2 separate regions of the Mus musculus genome follow, and region 1 is linked to region 2. Evidence: chromatin contacts called from public HiChIP or PLAC-seq data. All regions are on one chromosome and are shown on one strand. The core of a region is the stretch at or near the end of the contact, and the rest is flanking DNA. Distances in the headings are between cores, read along the strand shown.

Region 1 (5,555 bases), core at 211-2,710, 200 kb after region 2:
AGTATGACAAATTCATAAGTGTTCAATAAATGCTATTACTTTAAAATTAATAAATATTGTAAGTAGTTGAATGTAGTGGTACACACCCATAATTCTAGCATTTGTGGAGATGAGAAATGATTATTTTGAGTTCAAGACCATTTTGGATTGCATTCTCTCTCTCTCCATATATATGTATGCATATATATATATATATATATATATACATATATACAGTGTGTCTACATATATAAGTACATCTATTTACATATTAATATATAGCATTATGTGTATAATTATATTAAATAGTTTAATGGCATTTAGAATGCCTTTCTTTCTCAATCTATTCGTAGACCCAGAAGGTTAAAAAAAAACTATAAAAGTTTCTAATGTTGGGAGCCAATGAAGTCCTGAGTAAATAAATGTGTTTTGCTAACATGAGCATGGCCATGTCAAGAACCCAGTGTCTCAGACCCATGGGACTAGTAAGGCCTTCCTTCCCTGGGTCAGGATCAGAGGGAATAACAACGTTTTCCTCTTGTCCCAATTTAGATGTTATGAATGACTGATTTTTATCTAAAACCAGTGAACGCAGAAACTATCAACTACAGCTTTCTCCTCCCAAGTGACTGTAACTTGGAACTGCCCCCCTAAGAGACCTCTTACTGAGATTAGCTACATTTCTCCCCTTCCCTGCTGCATGCAGTAAACCTGCCTTTTAGCTCTGGTAATTGGACTGAGTTTCTGGATTACTGGTACATCCCCATCAGTTGCATGGCACACCCAATCCCAGAGTTTCTCTATATAGGTCCGTGTCTAACCTTCCTTCAGTCCCTTGTAGCCCCAAGCAGGATCAATCCCTAAGCTATGCAGGTCAAGGCATTCTATTTATGGCTACACATTTGTCTTTTACTCATTTCCCTTAAATGATGGGCAGTATCTTTACCCAAATAGCTAAATCAACCGGTTCCCTTCCTGATCTGCCTCCAAGCAAGAACACTCTGCAGGAGGAGGGAAACTGCACATTTCTCAGTGTTGTTTCCCAAATGAGCAGTGTCAGATGCAGAATCCACCTTTCTGATGATGACCTTGCCCAGTGAAAATTAAAGACTCATTCATCTAGAGACAGCCAAATGTAAAACTACACTTGTAAAATAACACCTGCCAAGTTACTGCCCTTCAGCGACTTGGCAAACAGTAAGCGGATGAACTCAGAACACTTAGGGATTCAGGCTTTCAGAAGCCATCATCCAAGGTGGTACATGGATCTTTCTGAAAGGAACTTCCTGCTGGATTTCTTTGCTGTGGTTTCCTTCCCACGCACCTGAAGCTCATGAAAGCAAAGAGTACATCTATCATGCAAAGTGGGACTTGTCTGAAATAACTGGAATGAAACCAAAGTTGAATGCTAGGAATGCTCACCACAGATACTGAGCATGGACCCAGGAGATGACTCATTAATATCTGGCACTGGCTCACAGAGGGTCAGAGACAAATCTCATACTCACAGCCTCTGTGCCAAGTCCTGATTGCAGGGTGTTCACTGACAGCCTTCAGCAGCCTCACCAATCTGACTGGAGCCAAAGGTTCCAGCCAGCAAGGTCAGTATGTCCTTCCCTATGTTGCTTTGTCAAGACTCAGAGTGAAGATGACTGGAAATGCTTAGCTAATTGAAAAAAATTCTTTTTATGAGTGTCTGTGGAGGGGGTGGGTCATGTCTGTGTATGGGTGACCTGTTCTATGTGTTTGTGTGTGTATGTGATTGTCAACTTTGGCTGTTGCCTCTATTTTTCTAGACAAGGCCTAGACATCACCAAGTAAGCTGAGCTGGCTGACCCAGGGATCCTACTGTGTTCACCTACTCAGCATTGGGGTTACAGCTGTGTACCTTATGTCTGTTTTTTGTTTGTTTATTTTTACAAGAGTTCTAGGGGGTTTGAACCCAGGTCCTCATGCTTGTATGGTAAGCACTTTAATGACTAAGTCTGCTCTACAGTCTCACTTAGCTCGTATTTAGTGATCTTCTCCTTAAACTATATATACCTTGTATTTCCTATACGATATATAGGGCCCTGGAAACACAGAGCAGAGGTCTCAATCTCCTATCCATCCTTGAAAACATTCTGATCTTCACCATCTATGGTGCCATCTCTAGCCCCATGTCAACTTGACCCAAGCTGGAGTTATCACAGAGAAAGGAGCCTCCCTTGAGGAAATGCCTCCATGATATCCAGCTGTATAGCATTTTCTCAATTAGTGATCAAGGCAGGGAGGGCCCAGCCCTTTGTGGGTGGTGCCACTCCTGGGCTGGTGGTCCTGGGTTCTATAAGAAAGCAGGCTGAAAACTTTATATGCCCCAGTACAGGGGAACGACAGGGCCAAGAAGTGGGAGTGGGTGGGTAGGGGAGCAGCATGGGGAGAGGGTATAGGGGACTTTTGGGATAGCATTTGAAATGTAAATGAAGAAAATATCTAATAAAAAAATTAAAAAAAAAGATATAAAGCAGGCTGAGCACGCCAGAGGAAGCAAGCCAGTAAGCTGCACCCCTCCACAGCCTCTGTATCAGCTCTTGCCTCCAGGTTCTCACCCTGTGTGAAGTCCTGTCCTGACTTCCTATGGTGATGAACAAACAACAGTGTGGAAGTATAAGCTTAATAAAACCTTTCCTCCCCAACTTGCTTCTTGGTCATGATGTTTTGTGCAGGAATAGAAACCCTGACTAAGACCCCTCATCATAGCCTGACAACTTTGTTGAAAGAAATATGTTCATCTACCTCAAGGCCCAGTGGGTTGGTTTTTTTTCTTTCTTCTTTTTCCCCAATGTATAAACTTCAAATGATAATTGTCTTGGTTTAGTTTTTGTTTTGTTTTGCCTCTGAGATAAGATCTTACTCTGTATCCCTAGCTGGGCTGGAACTCACTATATAGAAGGAAGCAGCCTGAAACTCACAGATAACTGCTTGCCTCTGCCTCAGAGTCCTAGGACTAAAGTCACAGGCCACCACACCCAGCCCCAATGCTGTTTGTTCTTTAAAAGAACAAAAATGACTTCTTTGTCTAGCTGTCAAGATGACAGATAACCTGGTTGTGCCAGGAATGCTTCACATACTCTCTGACAGGGGCTTGATCCTCTAAATGTTCCTTCCAAACTCCCAGGTGCGTAGAACTCTGCCTTAGTAGTTCTTGTCTCTTCTGCCATTGGCAGTGTTGATAGTATTTGAAATCTCTTAAGGAATCTATATAAAGTTCCCGTTTATTCCTAAAGTTGAATTTTTGTTTCTTTTGGTCCCTGGAGTCTCTGAAATCAGGGCACATCCTATGGGCCCTTCCTGGCATCTTTCCCACTTCTAACTTAAGGAAGAGCTTTAGGACACCTTGGTATTGAGAGAATCCATTAAATAAAAGCCAGGAAAGGAGGAAGGAAAGCAATTGCCCTGGTTACCACAAGGGCTCTTGGATTGCTACTTTGTATCCCCTGTCTGTTCCTCTACTTCAAGACTAAGAAAGTTAAAAAGGTCATCTGAAATCACAAAACCTCTCCTGTTAGCAATCCATATTAACCCTTCACATGGTCATTCCACTTTACCTTCAGTTGTTTGGAAGCAAATCTGATTTTAAAAGCCCACTGCCCATCAAGGACAAGTAATAGCAGAGAGATGACAACCCATTATGAAACAGCTGACAAAGTAACTGGGGGAGAGAGCTGGGTCCTTGCTCAGAGTCCTGATCATGAAGCATGTGCCCTGAGCAGCCGATGTGTTTATGTATGAAGAAAAATCCAACTTTTGCCACCCAGGATCACTCCATGGAAAAATCACACCAACCGATCCCACCTCAGGTTAACATCGAGCCCTAGACCAGGGGATGAATCAAATTTTAAAACCTGAACATCTCCCCCAACAAGGGTAAATGTATCTGGGCAGCCTCCATGGAAAGACACGTACCTTCAGAACCTAACAGGTGCCTGTTAGGTGAAAGGGGAAACATATTCATTGCCATGATCAGGAACAGTAAGAAGACATGACATGAATGGACCAGGTCACTTTGCTCATATTGAAGGAGATGCTGCCTAAAAAAAAGGTCATGGGGCTTTTTCTCCTTCTCACTCCATTTTTCTTCCTGTGCTGCACACACACACACACACACACACACACACAATTTAACACACACAGAGGAAAGAGTGCAACTATCTCTAATTGTCCGAAAATGGCATAGTGTTTGTACTCCCCAGTGCCTCTTGGCCCAGGTGGAAATTGCTTTTCTGATTAGTATGTTCATGGTCTATTCTGTGGGTTGGACTTGTTTTTCTGATCATACCGAGATGAGCACTATTCAGGCTGCTGGATGCTGAAATGACAGAAGTCATCTTTTTACACAATTGCTCTGACCCAGCACAGGCTGGGGCAGTGGAGGAGAAGTAATAAGAGAGACAAGACCTAGAAGTCAAGAGGGGCACTGCTTCCCATTTTGAGGGTACTGCTTCCCATCTTGGGGTACTGCCTCCAGTCTTGGGGGTTCAGCTTCAGCAGCACTCTGGGAGCTGTACTGCTTTTGCTGCAGAATAATGTGGTCCCCACAATGCCTGTGCTGCCCACCTTGTCCCGTGAAGTACAGCCTAGCCCCAGAGGCACACATTGCACCCATGGGTCTGGGGTAAGCTCATCCTAAGGGTACTGTGGGTAATCTCAGCACTCTCTTGCCCAGGTATTTGCTATAAAATAAATGTTGTGGGGGGGGGGATGAGGTCCATTAAAAAGCATGGAACCCTCACTGTGACCATTCACTGACAGGATGTAGAATCATCTAGGAGACACACCTCTGGGTGTGTCTGTAAGGAGCTTTCTAGACCAGGTTAATTGGAGCAGGAAAGTCACCCCTAACCATAAGTGGCATCACTCTGAAGACTGAGTCCCAGACTGAATGGGGCAAGAAAAAAAGTGAACTGAGCCCCTGCATCTCCCTCTGCTTCCTGACCAGGTGTGAGCACCACATGACCAGCTGCCTTCCATACATACTTCACTAAACTCCCAAACTTAGCAAAAGTAAGCCTTTCCCCCTTCAGTTGCTTTTATCAGGGCAAAAATAAAAGTAACTAGCACATATGACACATTCACCCTTACAACAACCAAGACCACCAAAGAGGTCTGGGCTGCTCAAAACCCTGCCCTACTTAAGGGCATTTCCTTTCTGTGGTGCGCCATGCTGAGCCTTCATGGAACAATTTGTCTTAGAACTTGACCCCATTTCCTAAGGAAACCCCCAAGCTGAGGGCCCATGGAGCAGGGTAAAGGTGATTCACGTGTGTCAATTTCCAGTCCATATGGTTTGACCTCCAGTGTTTCTTGGCTGCAGGAAGCTTGATCCTTGATGTGGAGCAATTAGGACTCATGCGAGAGTTTGAGAGATGGGATGTGCTAAGGGTTTTAGCCAGTGGGACTATTCTTTAAGACATCCCTGGACACCTCTCTTTTGTTCTCAGATATGCAGTGCATATTTAGGCTCTGCCATCCATTCCCCACCATGTTCTGCCTTGTGCAGGGCCCCAGACCAGGGACCAACCAGTGATGTACTGAAC
Region 2 (5,102 bases), core at 2,322-4,821:
CATTGTAGTAGCTGCATTTTCCAAGTTTCAGATGACAGGGAAAAGTTAATGTCTAGCCAAGTCCAGTAGCCATCCTTTACTTCCCAGAAAAACAGACGGGGATGATGCTGTTGCACAGCACTTCTCCTTTGACTCCAGGGATACAGAAACAATCGATTGTCAATGTCTTCCCCATGGATACAGAGGTAATAGTTTGGCAACGTCTAACACATTATGACTAGCCCAAGTACACCTGACAACTGTTACTGGGCTGGGGATTGTGATGAGATGAGAAAAAACTGCACTTTTCACGTGTTGACTTTCATGGACCACATCATTATCTTTAAATAGAAGGCGATGCTTGAGCACAATGGCTGGGTCTCTTCTCCCATGCCATTGCTGATGCTCTCTTCAGAACTCTGTCTTCAGCTCTCTGGAATGTGCTGCTTTCAGATACTAAGGGCCAACGTTTCAATTGGCCTCTTTCCCCGTCCTCCTGTTATTTACAGGTGCTGTTTCTGAATGCAGAAATTCCAATTTACTAGTGTAATTACCCAATTTATATGCACAAAGGTGGGCTGCCACTCACAAAAATTAATGCTGCCCTAAATAGCAAGTAAGACCAGCTCAGATGTGACTCTCCTTAACATATCAGACCTGTGTGGGAACTCCACACACTGAATTACTTTAGCTAGTTCACTTATTACATTTGGCATAGTGCCTCCATGGGGGCATCCTAACTGAGTGCCAATGGGGAATCTAGGCTTGAAATTGCCAGGTTGTGGGCGACTTCTGTGAATTCTTCACAAAGGTAATATAATGGTAGATGTTGTATGAAATGATTGGTTGGTGGATCCCTGGGTCAGATGACAGTCAAGGAGGCTTTGCCGTCAAAGCAATAAACATACCTTTGTGTCTGAAAAGGGAAGGCGTTTCATGGGGAGGGTTCATAAATGCAGAGATGGATTCTGAGCAAGTTCAATGTTCATTCTAAAATGACTGTAAGAGTCTCATGTTGTCCAAAAAAACCAATCCTAGTGGCTCCTGAGTGATGCAAGAAGGTGATTTAAGAATTCTTACCTGGAAAGAGATGTGGAGCTTGGTAAGAATGTGGCCTTTGGAAAGGGACCATATCTCACCCACTTCAGTATTCTCAATGTACTGTTAGAGAGTTCTCACCATAGAACATAGACACTCAATAGAACATTTGCTGGAGAACTGACTAACACCCTAGGACTCAACAGAATCATAGGGGCAAGCAGCCCCAAGATTGCTGCTCAGGGATTTTAATGTTGAACAATCATGGCTAAATGAGGTGGCATAGGATTAAAAAACAAGTCCAAAGCTGGTACAGTGGGAAATATCTGTTACCTCTGCACTTGGAAGACAGAGGCAGGAGAGTTGAGAGTTTGAGGCCAGCCTGGACTATATAGCAAGACACTTTCTCCAAAAGTCAACAAATAAAAATGGCTAATAAAATTAAATGATGTTTTAAAATAATATGGTTCTCTTCCTCCACTTGAAACAAGGTCTTTCTCTTTAGCCGAGGCTAGCCTCAAACTCCTCATGTTGCTAAAGATGGTCTTGAGCTTCTGGTCTGTAGAATGCTGAGATGACAGGCATGTGCCACTACATTCTGTAATGGCAGTGTTGGCCGTACAACCTGGAACTTCACACAGGTTGGGCAAGCACTCTGCTAAGACACATCCAAAGACTAAAAAATAACATGTTTAAAGGAATTTTTTTCCTCTGATAGGTTTCTCCTTTTCTTTTCTGCTTGATACGTTTTATTCTATCTGGGATGCAGCTGTGTCCTGGTTCCCTCTCCTATGCTAACTATAAGTGGAAGTGCAGGCCCAGGTCTCTAAAGTGGGAGCCCTGGCTCTTTTAAACCAGGGTAAGTACCAATGTGTTAAAGGAGGAAAACCATGACACCACACAACCACAGGAGCTGACACATGTAAAGTCACACCCCTGGGTCCCACTAATGAAGACCAATCCTTTCAATTGGTGTTGTTTCTCCATTGGGTCTATACTCTATGGTGTTCTGATGACAGCTGACCTGGCTGCCTGTACAATAACAGCTGAGCTGGTGGTATACTCCTGAAGTTATGCAACGTTCATTTCTGCCCCAAGCTCACAAGCTTGCAACTGTTTGAAGCTGCTGGATACTACAGTATGTTTCTATCTTTGTGTCTGGCAAGATTTTCTAAGCTCTTAAAATTACTTGCCATTTAGGTAGGCAGGAATCCAGGGAGCGAGGCTTGAAATAAACATGACTACTGGCTTCGTGCTTCCAGTAGCCTGCTGAGGAAATGACCCCTTTTCTTCCTGCTCTTCTCCTTTTGCCTTTGCTTCACTGCCTGTGGTCTTAGCCCTTGTCATTTATTCAGCAATCTGTATAAATTTAACATCAAATGATTAATGACTTCCTTGCCATATTCCAGGAGAAAACTGAGATAAGATTTCTCTGATATCAATAGCATATTTAAAAGTCTAATTTAGGGTGATATGAGTAGCTTTGTGTTCCTTTTGATTTTGTCTTTCCACATCACCTTAAGAGAACTTTTAGCTACTTTCTTCTCTAAGAAGGAGATGGTGGTGATGGGCGAGTAGGAACAGCAAGATGTCCAAAGTGCCCTTCTTTGCCCTGGCCAGACAAGGATATCAACATAACTGACCATGCCAGCAGTGAGATCCCGAGGGCCTGGTCATCATCACTTCTCACACTGGAGGAATTTTATCTGTCCTGCTTCCTGATAGAGAAAGTGAATCCTAAACCCAGTGTTTTTTAAGGTTATGAAAAGACATACTTTAGTTCCCACAAGTAATTCTCTCCTGATACAACAAAACCTACATATTAATAAAGTAAAACCTGGTGTGCAAATATTTTCATAAGCAAGATAACAAGAATGATCACATGCTTTTTACCAAAGCTCCCACCACAGTGGACTGTGCTGAGTGGCTGTGAACACGGTGCTCACAGCACCAGAGAAAGCTGATGGTAAGCACTGGCTCAAGAGTTACATGAGCTGAGAAGCAGTATCTGAGAGGCATTCCCAGCCGGTGTGTGCTGGTACCATCTGATCCCAGTAAGAGTCTCTGTTATAAAAAAAATCAAAGACTATGGTGGGGAGATAGCACAGGCAGGAAAGCACTTGCCTTGTCAATGTGCAGACCTGAATTCCACACCCAGAATTTATATTTTTTAAAAAGGAAAAAATTTAAACATGGTTGCATGCGAGTAACCCCAGAGCTTAAGGGATGGGGAGGTAATGGGTCCCTAGGCTCGTCATTTAGCCAGCTTAGCCTACTGACTGTGCACTAGGACAGTGAGAGACCCTGTCTCAATAAACAAGATAAAGAACTGAGGAATGACACCCGTTGTCAGCCTCTGGGTTGTCCCACAGCACCTGTGCATACTTTAGTGCATATGAATGTGCACTAACACACACACACACACACACACACACACACACACACACACACACACACAATGTCAACTAGCAAATGCTGATGGGCTTATACTGCTGGTAGGAATGTAAATTGGTACAGTCACTGTGAAATCATTATGGAGATTCCTCTAAGACTAAAAATAAAACTCCCATATGATCTAGCTATAGCACTCCAGAAAAGAATCTAAGTCACGCTGCACATTCCTGTTTATTGCTGGCACTACTCAGAAGAGCCAAGATGTGAAACCAGAGTAGATATCCATCAACAGACAACAAAAGAGAATGTGGCATGTAAAGAATACAGAGACCCTGTCATCTGCAATGAAATACATGGAACTGGTCTAGGATCAGAATAAACACTGTGGCAGGAGAGAGACAGAGTGGGAGAGGGAGAGGGAGGGAGAGACGTGGGGGAGGCACAGCAGGATTAATGTATGAGAGAAGCTAGCTGGCAGAGGGAAACTGGAAACCCCATATGACCTGGGCTACAATGTAATAAACAGAACCTGGGACAAAGAATGCAGGAGATATGGTTGCTGTGTAAAACCTTTAAAGATCAGTAGCACTGAGCTTTGGAATGGCTGTCTTGTCAGCTCACTAGTCTCCCTCTACCTAGGGGGGTGCTTTTTAAAAAAATTATAAACAAATTTTCTTCATTTCTATTGCTAGCCATGTGTTCCAGGTACATTTTATTATTAGGAAAATACTGCAACCAGGGCATTTCACTAGGGACACCTTAGATTCTGCAGCTATTCCAGCAGGACACACAGAACAAGTATTATGTATTCTCTCCCTATGTGGAAGGGGAAAGGAGAGAGGGAAGGAAGGAAGGAAGGAAGGAAGGAAGGAAGGAAGGAAGGAAGGAAGGACGGAAGGAAGGAAGGAAGAAACATAGATGAATGACAGGTAAAATAGTGATTGACTAGAAATGATTGTGTTTTGAGAGAAGTATAGACAGTGTGATTAGATTTGATCAGAGTCTTGTAATTGTATGAAACAACTACAGTAAATTCAGCTGATATATGTTAATAAAAAAAAAACTAAAGCTGGGCTGGGGGCGTAACTTGGTTGAATGTTTGTCTAGCATGCATGAAGCTTGGAGTTCAACCCCAGTAGGGCATGAACTGGGTGTGGCATTTGTGCCCTCAGCATTCAAGAGGTAGATATATAAGAGGACCAGGAGTTCAAGTCCCCTCTTGTTTATGGACACAAGAGCTCTTGCAAAGAGGCTGTGTCTGTAAAGGTTGATTGACTGACTCAAACTTCAGTAATGTGGAGAAGTTGGAATTTTGCTAGTCTAGATTCAAATGACCTTGAAGCATTTTTAACCCCTTGATAGACGTTTATTGCTCCTTTGTACACACAAACCTTTCTATGGTGACTATTAGGTAAATGAACAGACCTTTAGTTTCTACCCACCAAAGGGCTAAGAGTGCTGCTAGTTAGCATCTTAGAGTAGAGTGTCCCTTGCATTGCTATAACTCTCCTAAGTGACATACTCATTGATCGATTTGAAAAGTTTGCCTTATGACTTTCTTTTTTTTCTGCAAATATAAAAGCTCATGAAATTGCTGCCTCATTAGAACATCATAGTTGAGATAAACTAAGTCTTTGCTCCCAGGCCATGGTCACTCATATTTGGCTCTAGAACAAACCATGTCTTGTGTT

The links. HiChIP or PLAC-seq counts read pairs in DNA pulled down with a chosen protein or histone mark.
Region 1: a contact with region 2 is called in an H3K27ac HiChIP or PLAC-seq map of heart atrium, with 4 times the contacts expected there. The contact joins two enhancer-like sites. A contact is called at or near these places in 2 of 484 Hi-C or Micro-C datasets (the HL-1 cell line and cardiomyocytes), 1 of 115 datasets of contacts at active chromatin or transcription factors (heart atrium) and 1 of 9 other capture datasets (embryonic stem cells).

The regions. Positions count from the first base shown.
Region 1 is chr8:128,111,896-128,117,450 of GRCm38.p6, forward strand. No RefSeq gene overlaps it. Among named protein-coding and RNA genes, the nearest start is that of Mir21c, 160 kb to the right of the region's middle. Within about 2 kb of position 1,461, at least 49 of the 459 cell types and tissues checked have an H3K27ac peak or open chromatin away from gene starts, as enhancers often do. A contact at or near this core is called in heart atrium, where this site is marked.
Region 2 is chr8:127,912,135-127,917,236 of GRCm38.p6, forward strand. No RefSeq gene overlaps it. Among named protein-coding and RNA genes, the nearest start is that of Gm32590, 110 kb to the left of the region's middle. Within about 2 kb of position 3,572, at least 20 of the 459 cell types and tissues checked have an H3K27ac peak or open chromatin away from gene starts, as enhancers often do. A contact at or near this core is called in heart atrium, where this site is marked.